Linked DNA regions of Pan troglodytes: region 2 is linked to region 1. The links are chromatin contacts, called in public capture Hi-C maps. All regions are on one chromosome and are shown on one strand. The core of a region is the stretch at or near the end of the contact, and the rest is flanking DNA. Distances in the headings are between cores, read along the strand shown.

Region 1 (7,241 bases), core at 2,989-5,488:
CTGTGCAAAGCCAAAATCAAAGGAAAAAGTGTCACCTGGGGGTCTAAGGCATTAGGGCCACACCAGCAGAGCAGTGTTTTCAGATGAGGCAAAGATGTGCATGTTTGCACATGGAAGAGAAGATCGCTTTCCATGGGCCAGCTCCAACCGAGGCCTGAACCAGCCTTTCTCTCCCATACAACTAGTGCTTATGCAGCAAAGGTCATGGTTTATGGTGGGTGGGAGAGACACGGGGGAGTTACGGAAACAGTAAGACTGTTATTTGCAATGGTTCAAGCAGGAGACTTGAGCCCCACAGCAATGGAATTGGAGGAGAGGGAACAGATCAGAGAGTTCTTTGGGAAGCAAAAATCATAGAGTCCTGGTAATTACTTGGATCTCAAGTGTCTCAAGACAGACACTAAGTCACCTTTGATGCCCCACAGGTTTGGCGTTTGGGTAACTGGGCAGGTGAGGATCTTCACAGAGATGGTAAACTCAGGAAGAGGAGCAGATTTGAGTGGAAAGACCCTGAGTTCCCTTTTGGACATGTTGACATAGGTGCCTAAGGGCTTCTAGGTGGTGGTGTCTACCAGGCATCTGAACGTGTACACATTTGGGATTCAAGAGATAGCAATGGCCAATAGTCACTGCAGAAAATGAGACAGTCAGTGAAGGGGATGAGCCTTGATGGGCAGAGGAAACAGCCACCATTTCCATTCTACAAAATAGCTTTCTTATCTGGAAAGGATTCTACAAAAACTTTCCTGAGAACAGTGGGTAGAATCTTGAACTCAGGAGTCTTAGAGATCATCTAATCCAAACTTCATTTTGCGGATGAAGAAACCGGGGGCCAAGATGCCCCACAGGCCTTCTCCAGGGTCCCACAGCCAGTACTGCCAGGACCAGCCTCAGGTCTCCCATGCACCCCTTTCTTCACACGGAGGGTCTCCATCTGTACTGCCTCCTTCCAGCTCTTCCTCCCCTTGGCTGGGATAGGCTGGGGTGAGGAAGGGTGAAGGAATGACCAGAAGGGAAAGGAGGAACAGGAACAGGCACAGCAGAGGTGGTGGAGTGAGGAGAAGAGAGCAAGACTCAGCCAGGTCTGTGCACATGGCTCCCACACACTAGTGAAGGCCAAGAGCTGACAGAAAGATCCTTCCCAGAAACCACCTCCTCCTGCTTGGCCATCCTCACAGATGCCGAGGGCAGCACTGTTCTCCAAGAAAGGGCTTAGGCCAGTGCCCCTGCAACTTAGTTTTCTAGCATTCCCCTAACACAATTACCATTAGCACAATTGATCAAATCATCACAGGTCTATGACATATTTTTATAAACACAATTAAACACTACTCTTAATCAGATGAATAGAGTTCTTAAAAATTGGCTCACATATCTAGCAGAATACAGCAGGATTCAGCATCAATAAGATTCCTATTTTTCACTTTTAGAGTTGTTAATGTTGAGAAACTTTGTTCAGGTAAGTAAGTTGGTGAGACTGAAAGGAGTTTTGTTATAGCAGTGTCACTTAGTACTTGAGCTTCTAAGGTAAAGGTCAAAAGTGTTCTGTCAGGAGGGAGAGCATTAGGACAAATACCTAAGGCATGCGGGGCTTAAAACCTAGATGATGGGTTGATAGGTGCAGCAAACCACCGTGGCACATGTATACCCATGCAACAGACCTACACATTCTGCACATGTAACCCAGAACTTAAAGTAAAATAAAATAAATTGTTAAAAAGAAAAAAGTGTTCTGTCATTGGAAATTACTTTGTATGGTCTATCAGCTGAGAACTTGATTAAGCTCATCTCGGAGGTTAAAGGCAAAGGATTAGAAACCACTAAGTTTGCAAAACAATTTTTCACATGGCCTTTTACTTAACACCTAAACCAAGATTTCAATTCGTCTTCTGTTTGGCATCCCCAAGGTTTTTTACACACCAGGCCACACCCCATGGTAAGAGCAGGAAGGGTGAAGAGCTGGCCTTTCTTTTGTAAAATGGAAAAGGGAGATTGCAAAACAGGAGGTGGGAAAGAAAGCCTGTTCCCCAGGCCTGCACCAAGGTAGCTCAATTCTAGTAAGGAGTAATACAAAAGAAAAGAGTAATAGAAACTGAGTCACTTAAAACGATCATTGTTTGTATAACCCCTGGGAAATTCTCCAAAGTGTGTACCTCTGAGGCAGGGCAGGGACTAGTGAGATGAGTGAGGCATTCACCTGGGGCACAAAATTTAAGGGGATACCAAAACTCAGTAAGCAAGAGAAATAATATTTGAATGCAAATTTTTTTTAAAATCAGAATTAATGTTCAAAAAATGGTGAAGAAAATGTCAAAATTTTAAGTAAAGACAAGATTGAAGGACAGGTATACTCAATTCGAAGTATGCAGATCTCAGCAGCCCAGATGTAAGCACATGGGTGGTAGATGAAAGATGGGTGATGGTACTCTTGCCCATACTGCCACCTGCTGCTGGAAGTGGAAAATGCCGACTGTCTTCCCAAAGAGTGTCACAGCAGTCGACCAGGTTCCACACTCACACGCAGAGGCATGAGTGCCCTCTTGTGGGCAGCCACCCAGTTCAGGAACTTTAAAAAAACCCTGTTCAGCCGTGCCTGGTGGCTCATGCCTGTAATCCCGGCACTTTGGGAGGCCGCGGCCGGCGGATCACAAGGTCAGGAGATAGAGACCATCCTGGCTAACACGGTGAAACCCCGTCTCTACTAAAAATACAAAAAATTAGCAGGGCGTGGTGGCAGGCGCCTGTAGTCCCAGCTACTCGGGAGGCTGAGGCAGGAGAATGGCGTGAACCCAGGAGGCGGAGCTTGCAGTGAGCCGAGATCGTGCCACTGCACTCTAGCCTGGGCGAGAGAGGGAGACTCCGTCTCAAAAAACAAAAAACAAAACAAAACAAAAAAACAGAACAAAACAAAACAAAACAAAACCCTGTTCACCTATATCCCGCTAGGAAGCTGAGTGGGGGATGAAAAGAATCCAAGCCTCGGAGTTACAAGATGTAGATTTCAGTCTAAGCTTTGCCTCTCGCTTGCTGAGGGGTCTGGAACATACCACATCACTCTTCTGAAGCAGTTTCTGGGCTTATGCCAATGGATCTCATCACCTCCTCCAACAATCGTTGAAATTGTTGAATTTCAAGAGGTGCTTTCTGTGATGATGAGGAACAGGCTGCCTGGCATGAAGTACGTACATAATTCTCTGTAAGCTGCCTCCCCCAACCACCCCATCTCCATCGATCAAATCAAACTATCATCCACTTATTATTACTGAAGGCGAGACACACTAGAAGACAACCAGAGAGAAACAGTTACTGCAGAAGCCCAGACAGTGGAGCACTGGCGGTGGCTGAAGGATAAGGAAGACTCCCCCAGGAGGGGTCACTACAGCCAGGCCCACGATGGCTGGGTGGGCCAGGTCAGGCCAAGAGCTGGCCAACAGCCTCTGAGGACCACTGGGCCACTTCTCTGATGTTTTATTTCAGTGACGTTCTGGCCACACGAAGCAAGCATTGCAGTGGTGGTGGAAAGGCCAAGGCCTTTGGAAACAGCCCTGGGTTAAATCCCGGCTCTGCTACTTACCAGCTTCAGGACCAGTGGAAGTCCCCAAACCTCCATGAGTTTCAACTCACTTTGCTTATTTTAAATGGTGATAATAGCACAGCTTGTCCTGGGTGGATCAGGTGAAATAAGACAACGTATTTAAAATGCCTGCGCCTGGACCCCTGAGCAGCTTTCTGTGAAGAGTGGGAAGGAAAAGGACGCACGGGTCGGGCAGTGCTGGCCGTCGTATTTGGCTCCTGGGATGTCCTGAGGAAGAAGGGGAATGCCCATCTCCCCTGTGGGCAGGCCCAGCTCCCCACTCCCCGCCGACCCCATAGCAAGACTCAGCACGTCAGTGCCTCCCAGAAATAGATCTACAGCAGGAGAGGTCAGCGGTGGGGGCATCCCCCTAGAAATGGGGCGGGGGGTGGGGGCGATGCTGGATTCCAGCAGATGGAAACGATTCTACAAAAAGAAGCCTGGAGCTTTGAATAGAGCTGTAACGTAAATAAAATATCGTGTCAGTGTTAGTTTCCTGGCTTTGGTAACTGTGCTGTGCTTAGCAGCAGACCGGGGCGTTTTCATCTCCCTATTCTTTCCCTCCTTCCTCTCCTCAGTCCTCCGCTCATTCCCACCCTCCTGTGGCATGAAGCGCGTGTGCTCAGCTCGCCCTCCTTCACCTCCTCCCTTCTCGCCTACTTCATCACGGAGGGAGCTTTCGAACCGGCTCCTGGGACCTCCTCCCCGCCCCGCGGACACAGCACAGACTGCAGCGCCTCTCCTCTCCGCGAAGCTGCACCGACTTTATTTGCAAAAAGAGGCTCCAAGCGCACGGAGGGGATGGGGGCTGCAAGGTCCCCACCCTCCTCCCGGCCTCCCGCGGCCCCTGCCCTCCTCCAGGCCCCCCACGGCCCCCGCCCCGCCGGCTACACGATCCCGAACTGGCAGATGTAGGGCAGCTGATCGCGGCAGCGCTTGTCGAACCACTTGCCGTTGGCCGCGCCTGACAGGACCGCGCAGTTCTCGGTCTTGCCGCCATCGGGTTGCGCGGTGATCTCAGTCTCCCAGTTCTTGTAGGCGATGCGGGCGCCGGTCATGTCCACCCAGGTGCCCTCGGCCGCCATGTCGTTGAGGCCCAGCCAGATCTCGGCCTCGTTGCCCACGCTCTGGCGCAGGTACTCATACAGGGCGTCGTTCTCCGAGCCAGTCTGAGGGGTGCCCAGTGTGCCCCCGCGCGAGATGCAGTCCTCGCTGGCCTCGTGGAAGGTCTTCGTCTGGGTGAAGGCCAGAAAGCATTTCATGTGCACCTTGGTCCCCTTCAGGCAGACTGGGAGTGGGGAGAAATGGCTGTCACCGAAGGTCCCCCTGTTCCCCAGGCAAAGAGCCAACCGCCCAGGCCAAGCCCACCGTCCTCCATCCCATCCCGTTTATCCCATCAGTCCTGACAGCCCCTTAGACCCAGGCAAAAGGGGTCCTGATGGTTCATGCACTTTGAGGACCTGGCTGTGGTGGCCACTGCCGTACAGATCCAGATCCCCACTCAGGAGGTCTTGGTGCTCCCGCGGCTGGGAGAAAAGGCAGCCCTTGTGCTACAGAAGCACCCAGCCCCAGCTGACACCCCTTCCCAGGCCTCCACCTCAGTCATTTCTGGCCTTTACCCACCCCATCTCCTTGGGTCACAGAGGCTGGCCTGGTGCCTGCACTGCAGCTCAGCTCTCCCTCTGCCCACTTCCTCTTCCCCCCGCCCCCACATGTGTGGCTCCTAGGGCTCACCCTAACAAATTAGCTCTGTCTCAGAGTCAGCTTCCCAGGGAGCCCAGCCACAGCCACCTGCTCTGGTTCTCCTTCCTCCATGCCCCTCCCTAAGATCAAGCAGCTTGCAGGGCCAGGGCACCTGCCCACCTACAGCCTAGGCCACACTTCATGTACCCAGGGCCCCAAATCCCTACCCAAACAGCCCAAGCAAGCTTCCAGGGCCTGCCAAGTGCCTTTTGCAGGGTCAGTTCTCCTGAGGGCTGGTAGGGTGGGGCTGAGAGGATAGAGCTGAGACTGCAAGAGAGAAGACAGGAAGTGCTGGGCACAGGCTGTGGTCAGAGGCCGGCGATCAGGCAAGGGACTCTGAGGTGTCCACAAATTCTCAGTTTGAGCCTGGCCCCAAAGGTTGTGATGAAGGCACATATTTGGTCAAGTTAGGAGGATAAAATCTATTTTTGTTTTGCAGTTTGCATTTTCAGCTTGATTTCTAGCTGAAATATCTAGACATACTCTGATTTCTCTTGAGATCATATAAATCGTTCACCTTTTACTAAAGATTTCTGTGGAAAGGAATATCTTGACAGACAGGTGTATGTTTGCATTTGTCCTCTTGCTGGTGACCCCACCACTTTGGGGGATGTCTGCACTCCCCTCTATCCATTCCCACTCAGTTACTTCCATTTCACTCAACAAATATCAATGGACAGCATCCCAGTGTCCCCATGGGCATCTGACACCACAACCGACTTTAAACATGGGGCCTGAAGCATTACAGAGGTGTCTACCCACAGACTCTGCCCCAAGTCAGCTGTCCTACCTCGTGCTATCCTGCAGCTTAGCCAAGCGGCCTTCATTGCCTTTCCTTCCTGCTGGTAACACTGACGTGCTACCTAGACTTTTGTTGGGGATGAAGGATTCACTGCCCTGGCTGCCAGGAATGCTGCAGGAAGAAAGTCCTCAGCTTTCAGCCTCCTGCAGGGACTGCCTCAGCAGAAGACAGCCATCTCTTCCAAGGCCGTGCCCCTCTCTAGAGCAGCCTACACCCAAGACTGACCCATAAGCCTTCTTGCCCCGACTCAGGACAGTGCTGAAGGGTCATCCCGTCATCAGGGCTCCCTGAAGTCAGCTGAGGCTTTCGTGGCACCACAGTACAGCTCGACTTCTCCCTCTGCCCACTCCTGCTTCCTTCCATCCCTTCCCTAGCACAGGGGTTGATCCTGAGGGTATCTCCTGATAAGTCTCCTGTGGGTTAAACTCCATCTCAGAGTTGCTTCCCAGGACCCTCACCTGAACCTCCCTCCAACACATAGGTAGTCCTCAGTCAATGCTACTTCTCGTGATACTATCATTGCTGCCAACATTTTGTTGCTCTGGTCTGTCTATTCATGATCCTGTTGATTTATGCTAGTCCTCCACACCTCTGCTCCTGCCCTGCCATCTGCTTGGAATCAACCCTCTTTATCTTCTCTGATTCCTACACAGCTTTCAAGGGCTCAAGTGATTCCATGAATATATTGAGGTTCCCAGGGAGCAGGGCCCTGGCTGGGTCACCTCTGCCTCCTTGTGCCTGGCAGAGATGTACCAGGTGGGAACCTCCCATGTGTGTGCTGGTTGGAGGAGGGAAAGGTTGCCCCCTGATTCCTTCAACTCTGGTTAGGTCAACAGAGCTCTGCAATGCTTTGGGTGGGTTTATTGAAAAGGTGATCTTTGGGTTGTGAGGACAATGAACAGGAGAAGGCCCCAAGAAGCCCAGCAGCTTCCTAGAAATCAGCAGACATGGGGGCCTTCATATGTCATGCTTTGGGCCTCCATATGTCATGAACTTTTTTCAGGGAGGTCCCCACCTCATTACCTCACCCCAGGTGGCAATTGATGCCTGGGTTACATTGACTTTGCACAGCACAGAGCTTAGACATGAGAGAGACCTTAGAGTTTACCCTGCCTACCTTAC
Region 2 (7,241 bases), core at 1,557-4,056, 180 kb before region 1:
TAGAAAATAGTGATAATAATAAATATGATTATTATACAGTAATCATAATAAATATGATTACTAATAACGGTTCCCTTGGACTGGAGAGGGAAGAAGCAGAAGAAATAGAAGGAAAGGCAATAACTAAGAGGAGAGAAGGAAAAGATAATTGAAACATCAGCTCTAAGAACAGAAAGATGATCCCCTTTCTCATCAGCCCTGCACTCGCACAAAATGAGAGACCCAAATGCTCCCACCGAAAGGCACAGGGGAGAATGGAGTGGGTGCCCTGGAGCTGGAGGCTGAGGCACGGGGAGAATGGAGAGCAGAACATGCACATGGAGGACCCTCCATGGGAAGACTCCAGGCAGGAGGGGCACATGGGCAGGAGCCTGCCTGGTGGCTGGGAGCAGGTTCTGCTGGCTTCTATCCTGCAGAGCTATCCCAAGGGGACTAGCTCCATCCTCTCTCCTTGGATCACTGAGTTCCAGTGTCTCACTCAGCCTGAAAGGCACATCCCACCATGCCAGTGCAAGGCCATCACCATGTCCCTGAGAGGGGACCTGTGTTGGTTAACACTGTGCAGGTCCATCAGAGACTGAGAATGGATATTTTACCATACAGCATTGCCTGAAGTCATAGAATACCTTGCTAAGTAAAAAAGAAAGAAAAGACCACTCATCTTCCTACTACCCAAAACTAAGCCCTGCAAACATTTTGGTGCATGTAGTTGCAGTTTTGTTTTACACGTGTCTGTGACCATAAGTAATTATTCATATTAAAAAATGGAAATGGCCAGGCGTGGTGGCTCATGCCCGTAATCCCAGCACTTTGGGAGGCCAAAGCGGGTGGATCACCTGAGGTTAGGAGTTCGAGACCACCCTGGCCAACATGGTGAAACCCCATCTCTACTAAAAATGCAAAAATTAGCCCGGTGTGGTGGCAGGCACCTGTAATCCCAGCTACTCGGGAGGCTGAGGCAGGAGAATTGCTTGAACCCGGGAGGCAGAGGTTGCAGTGAGCTGAGATCACGCCATTGCACTCCAGCCTGGGAGACAAAAGCCAAACTCCATCTCAAAAAAAAAAAGGAACTGTGTTGTGCATAACTGCTTTTAAAACTTGTATTTCTTTACTAGACCAGTGTTATATCATAGAAAAATTAGAAAATACCACTCATAAAACAAATGAATCAATATCTCCAATAACCCCCAGCACCCAAAAGTGAGCATGACTGATATTTATTGATGGGTATTCAAATGGATATATTACACATATTTTAACCCCAAACTGGGTACCCACTTCTTAGCACCCTGCATTCCTGCACTCAGCAGCTCTTAGGCAGTTCCCTCCCTCTGCAGAAGGTCATAGAGGGCTTCTCACGGCAGGTGTGTGAAGGCTGTATTCTTGATGCGTGGGTCAGACATCAGCTGCACAGGATATTGAAATCTATCAAGGCCAAAGACCTAATGGAGATGGGGGAGGGAGGATTGGATCTGCTATATTTCCCTTCCCAAGTTTATCATCTCCAGACACATATCAAAGCCAGACCGAACTTCCCGCCCCTCCTGGCAGAAACATCTCTGCTTTTGTGTCTGAGATTTCAGATGAGGCTGATAAGGAACAGAACACAACTTTAGAGGATGAACAACTCAATTCGTCTCAAGTCATAACTGCGAACGGCTTCGTATTTCCTGGGTTTATTTGATGTCTTTGGTCCGAAAATGAATTCTGAGATCCAATTAGCAGGAAGGATATTGCTCCCGTGTAATGCTGCTCCAAGAGCTGTCACAACATATGGCTGAGTTAAAGCTGCAGCCAGAACCCCTCTGAAGTCAGAACATCCAGAGGCTTGCCAGAGAGGAAAAGATCTCGCCAGAGGTCGGGGAATCACCAAGGACAGGAACCACCAATGGGTCAAAATGTATTCGGCAGCACTCACAGTCAGTGGAAAGTGTTAAGGTCTTCCAGAATGGATCGTGACTTAGACTGGGTTCCCTAGAAGCAGAGCCTGAGATGGAGAGTCTCATCCAAGCGATGAATTGGGGCATGCTTTCAGGAGAAGGGGAGTGAGGGAAGCAGGATGGGGCAGGGGAAGTAGCAAAGCAAGCACGTGGTCTCAGCTGATGTGGGCTTCAGCCTGACCCCAGGGGAACCTCTGGAGCAGGCCGTGCACCACAGTTGCTGCACCTTGAGACAAAGGGCTGGTCTTTTGTATTTCCACTTTAACCAATCACGGGTCAAATTCTAGGTAGAGGAGTCAGCACAGCCTCCCTGGCAGCTTCCGTTTAGCTGGGCCCAGCTCTCTAGAAGGGGAGGCAGCTGGGAGAAGTCTGCAGCCTACACTCAGAGCAGCTGTAAGAGGAATGTGGATGGGGTTCCTGCAGCATTCACTGCAGACCTCACAGTGTTCTTCAGTGCCATTCCCATCAATGGTGGAGTGGGGGGTGCCCAGAGGACATGAAGCTTAAATGTGCCCATCAAAGTTTCAACTCCCTCTCCGGCCAACAATGCTGACCACCAGGCCTTGCCAGTCTCGAGGAGATCTGGCTGGGTGGTCTTGTCTCTGGTGTCCTGCACTGGGGCCCACTGAGGTACAGCTGGCTTTGTCATGCTGGCCCTCCCTAATGAGGTCAGAAGTCCCTGCCATCTGTCATTGCGTGCAAAGTCCTGGTTCCCCAGTATGTGCATTATAAGGGAAGCCCCTCAGTATTAGGGAATTTGCTGAGGCCACCAGCAGGCTGGTAATAGCATGGGACAGGACCCCAGGACACCTGCTTGCAGTACCTGCCCTGCCATGCATGAGCCGTTTGGCTGTGGCTTGAGCTTCCGTCTCCTCCTCTACAGAACAAGGGGGTTGGGGCAGGTAAGGCCCCAGTCCCTCGCAGGCCTGCAGTTTTGTGTTCAGACTTTCCCTCCCCATCTTCCAGGCCAAGTCAGACCACATCCACCACAAAGACACTTCCCTCGAGGATTTTTCCAGCAGGTAGACTGAAACAGAGGCCAAGTCCTCTCATTTTTCTGAGTGACTTGAAGGGGAAACATGTACAAGTAAGAAAAGAGGATGCTTAAGATATCAGAATGTATTTTGCCCTGGATTGTCTAAATTGGCTGTTTGCGTGGCTCTAATAATCTATAAAATCATTATGATTTTTGCATTTTTCTATTCAAATGACCAGGGCCATGGAGTAAAGATTTTTTTTCAAGTCAATGAGGTAAACAAGAAAGAAGAAATGTTTTACATTTTAAAAATGATTTCTTTGTCAGTTAGCAATGAATATCATGCTCTAAAGTAAGGAAGAGAAGAAATTAGCATGGGTTGTAGATGCCAGGAACTTGACCTTCCAAATCCTCACAGCAATCTAATGAGGGCTGTGCCTCCAAAGTGCACAGTGGGGCAGCTAGGATGTCCTCCCTGGGTGTGGGGAGAATCCTGGAATTTTACCATCTTGGTGTCTCAGAGATGTGCCCACACAGGCCCTCAAGAACTGTCTGTTGAATTGCATTATGAGCAAAAATTGTGTGTTCCTGTGGTTTCCTTGTAGGCCTCTTCCAGCCCAGGCTCAGAAAACATTGGGCAGATTTCCTGTGTGGCCTGACTAAACCGGGTTTTAAGCGCCACCAACACCTCTGTGGGAAATGCCATTCCTGTCGCCAAGTGACACCCACTCCAGATAGGCATCTGCAAGGAAAAAGCAGCTCTTCTGGTGGCTTTGTGAACCTTCACCTCGGTTTAGAGCACCTGAGGACAGATCGAGATGTGTGTCCCCACCTGGCTGCTAGACAGCCGGCCCAGAGAAACAGGAGATTCAGGTAGTCATCAGCAACGCCAGAGAAGCCCTCGCTCCACTGCCTTTCACCCAGGATGTCACAGACCCACCTCCCGGCCCACACACGTGCACGCCACCAGCATCAACATGCAGGCAGACACAGCCACTCCCAGATGCACCTCCCCTGGTGCCAAGAAGAGTTTTCAGATACAAGGAGGGAAAGGAACAGGGGTTTGGGCATCGCAGACCTGAGTTTGTTTGCATCTTAGCTCTGCCATTTTACCTTGCTGGGCATTCTCTTCCTCATCTGTAAAACAGAGAAAATAATACCTACCCAGCAGCCAGAGAGTTGGGAAGAGTAATTATGAAGAACCCCTAGGGTGTTCCTTGGCACATAGAAAGTGCTTCATGAGTGAGGTTTACTAATACTGATTGTTGAAAATCTTCAGGGCTGTTGTTCTTGATCTTTTGCAAGCATCCCCTCTCCCACTACCTAGAGTCTGGTTCACTCTGGGGCCCTGGGGATGTGGAAGGAAAGGTTTCTCGGGGCCTTCTGCCTCCCCTCTGGCCACCCCACTGAAATGGAGAGTCCCAGCACCGCATAGGGCTGGGGCCACAGGCTCTGCCGCTGCACTGGGGCAAGGACCCTCCATCGTTTCTGATCCTTCAGTGTGGGGAGGGGACTCTCCAGGTTTGCATCCCCTCAAAGAGTCTCTCTCCTGTGCTGAAGCAGCAAACAGATGTGGGATCCTCCAGGAAGGCCTCGCCACTCCAGGAATGGCCCAGCCCCACTCATACAGCTCCCCAAGTCCCTTTTCAATGTAGATCCATGACTGGCCCGATTCTAGGCTCAAATAAGCCCGTGTTCTTTACAATTCACACCCACCTCATTCCGGAACCCCCATGTCACACTTAATTTGCCAGATGAGATGGCCGAAACCCTGCAGATTCAGCTCAGCCTACCAATTCCCTTCAGAGGGAAGTCAAAGGCCCAACATCGTTAGACATTTTAGCTCATGGAATGATTCCAGCAGAATGGAGTGAGAAGTGGGACCAGCCAGGTGGGGTGGAGGTGGTGCCCAGTGAGGCCAGACTAGTCTATTTCAAATACTAGCCCTGGCACTGGCCAGCTGCTTTCTAGGCCTCAGTTTCCTTTTCTGTAAAATGGGAATAATAACAGTACCTCTCCCGTAGTTACTGTTGTCATGATTTTAAAGGAAAATATACCTAAGAGTTTACTTCCTCTCCACACTCCTTCAGAAACACATGTCCCAACTGGAGCCCTGGCTCACCCAGGACTATCTTATAGCCTAGTTGGTTCTGTTTGGGATGATAAAAAACTTTTGAAACCAGAGAGTGGTGGTGGTTTCACAATATTGTGGATGTAATTAATGCCACCAAATCATATCCTTTAAAAGGGTTAAATATTAATTTAATAGCCAGGCATGGTGGGATTACATGCCTGTAATCCCAGCTACTTGGGAGGCTGAGACAGGAGAATTGCTTGAAACCGGAAGGTGGAGGTTGCGGTGAGTCAAGATCACGCCATTGCACTCCAGCCTGGGCAACAAGAGCGAAACTCCATCTCAAAATAAATAAATAAATAGATAAACAAACAAACATAAAAGAATTGCATGTTATGTATGTCATACCACACTTTTAGAAAACATTTTTAAAATAATAAGAATAAGGGAAAGGCTTACCTGACTCCAACTGAGAACTGAACATGGGTCATAAAAGATGGGTTTTGTCCCCTTCCCAGTGGAATGATCCAGAAACAGCCTGCGCCCCCTGATGCACGGGCTCCTTGTGGTGGCCCCGCCTACGCCACCCCACTCCTGGGTTTTTCTCCTGCTTGAGTTGCGGAATGGCCTAGTGCAGTACAAAGGAGACAGTTGAGGCTTCTCTCTCTTTCGTCACCAGCACAGACAGATGTGGCAATGGTGTTCAGGAAAGAGAGCTGAGAGCAGACTCGATGCCCCGCCATGAGGCAGGTGATGGAACCCCAGGTTTCTGCTCCCAGTGGACCCAAAGCAGCCCCCCTGGTCCAGCAAACTCCCAAATTCCATACAGGCATGACTGCAGGGAACAAGTGAGAGAGCGTCCCTGCCGCCTTCTATTTCTGCCAATTCCCTCTTCTTTTCTCTCAGGTCTGAGTCGTGCAGGAAAAGAGTGATGAAACCATTCCCTCACTCTCTCCTGCCACTGAGAATTATTCGTTTTGTTCCAAAGAGTCTCGTGGGCTGGAGGCAGCCACAGGGCTTGGATGGAGTTCATTATCGGGCACAGACCCAGGGCAGAACATAAAAGATTCAGCCTTGACATTTTACAGATGGAAACAAATTTCTGCGCTGTCATGGTGGGGCTCAGAGAGAGCACATTTTAACACAGACACAGAATGAAAACTCTTTACAGTCCTGGACTGGTGGGAGCAGCAGCACAGCTCGCAGGAGACCAACATTGGCACGATCGGCCCCATGACCTTCAACAAGGCTCTCATGCTCCATGAGCCTCAGTTCCCCTATATATACATGAGGGGACACAAAACACCTGCTGTAGGGCTGTTGGTGCCTAGCGTTCCCATGGCACACAGCCTATCTGGACCTACCTCTAGGTTATCAGCTGTGTCACACTTTGCCGGGGACCACTGATGTGTACTATTATAAATAGCTATTGTTTATTGAAATGTTACTATGTTCTGAGAATTTTTAATCATGCATATAGAAGACTTTGGTGGTGCCCCAGCCATCCCCCCTCCCCACTAACCATTTCCATACATGTTGTCCCAACTTCCGAATGCCATCATTTCTGAATCTATCTGAGGACCCTCTCTGGTTGCTGGTGCCCACTGTGCCCACGTGTCAAATAAGTGAGACAGCTGAGGCATTAAGGCACCCCAGGAGTGGTCCTCCCACAGTGACTGATGGGAATCTGTGGATAAATACCCCAGCTCCCTCGCCCCTCAGGCAAGGTCCTACTGAGAGGAATGGCGTGCAGGTGCCCTCAGTGGCAAAACACTTGCTGGATAAGTCACTCTTGCCATCTTCTTCCCCACTCCTGGCTCACATCCCCCTCCCCAAGTGGTTTTTCCTGGAGTCACTTCTCAAATAAACTACTTACGTCTGAATCTCTCAGGATCTATTTCTGAGGAATCCAAAGCATAATCTTATTTTTAACAAAGAACCCAAAGAGCTAGGTACTTTGATCTTCCTTTTACTGATAAGAAACAGGCTTAGAGACGTTTAATGTCTAAGGTTGCACAAGCCCTAAGCGCAGAACTTAAATTCTGATATCTGGCCACAGGGCCCCAGCCAAGCCAGCAAATGTCATGTCCAAGGCAGTGGCTTGCCAGGGAAGCCTGAGGCTGCAGAGGGTAAATCCCCTCCCCATCCACTTTACCCTCCACCTAAACACACACACGCGTGCACACACACACACACCCCCCCCCCCAACAGAGAGAGAGAGAGAGAGCCCATCCCACAGAGTGCCCGCCAC

Evidence for each region. Capture Hi-C pulls out chosen DNA fragments and counts their contacts.
Region 2: a capture Hi-C map of stem cell-derived neural stem cells shows a contact between it and region 1, with 6 times the contacts expected there. The contact joins two enhancer-like sites. A contact is called at or near these places in 5 of 7 Hi-C or Micro-C datasets (blood, induced pluripotent stem cells, a lymphoblastoid cell line and 1 more), 1 of 1 datasets of contacts at active chromatin or transcription factors (stem cell-derived excitatory neurons) and 1 of 1 other capture datasets (stem cell-derived neural stem cells).

The regions. Positions count from the first base shown.
Region 1 is chr2:49,043,233-49,050,473 of NHGRI_mPanTro3-v2.0_pri, reverse strand. It overlaps CLEC3B (C-type lectin domain family 3 member B), which reads right to left. Exons shown (of 2, transcript XM_009445339.4): 2 at 4,320-4,862. The coding sequence ends at 4,462. Among named protein-coding and RNA genes, the nearest start is that of CLEC3B, 10 kb to the right of the region's middle. Within about 2 kb of position 4,238, at least 7 of the 24 cell types and tissues checked have an H3K27ac peak or open chromatin away from gene starts, as enhancers often do. A contact at or near this core is called in stem cell-derived neural stem cells, where this site is marked.
Region 2 is chr2:49,222,411-49,229,651 of NHGRI_mPanTro3-v2.0_pri, reverse strand. No RefSeq gene overlaps it. Among named protein-coding and RNA genes, the nearest start is that of TMEM158, 12 kb to the left of the region's middle. Within about 2 kb of position 2,806, at least 2 of the 24 cell types and tissues checked have an H3K27ac peak or open chromatin away from gene starts, as enhancers often do. A contact at or near this core is called in stem cell-derived neural stem cells, where this site is marked.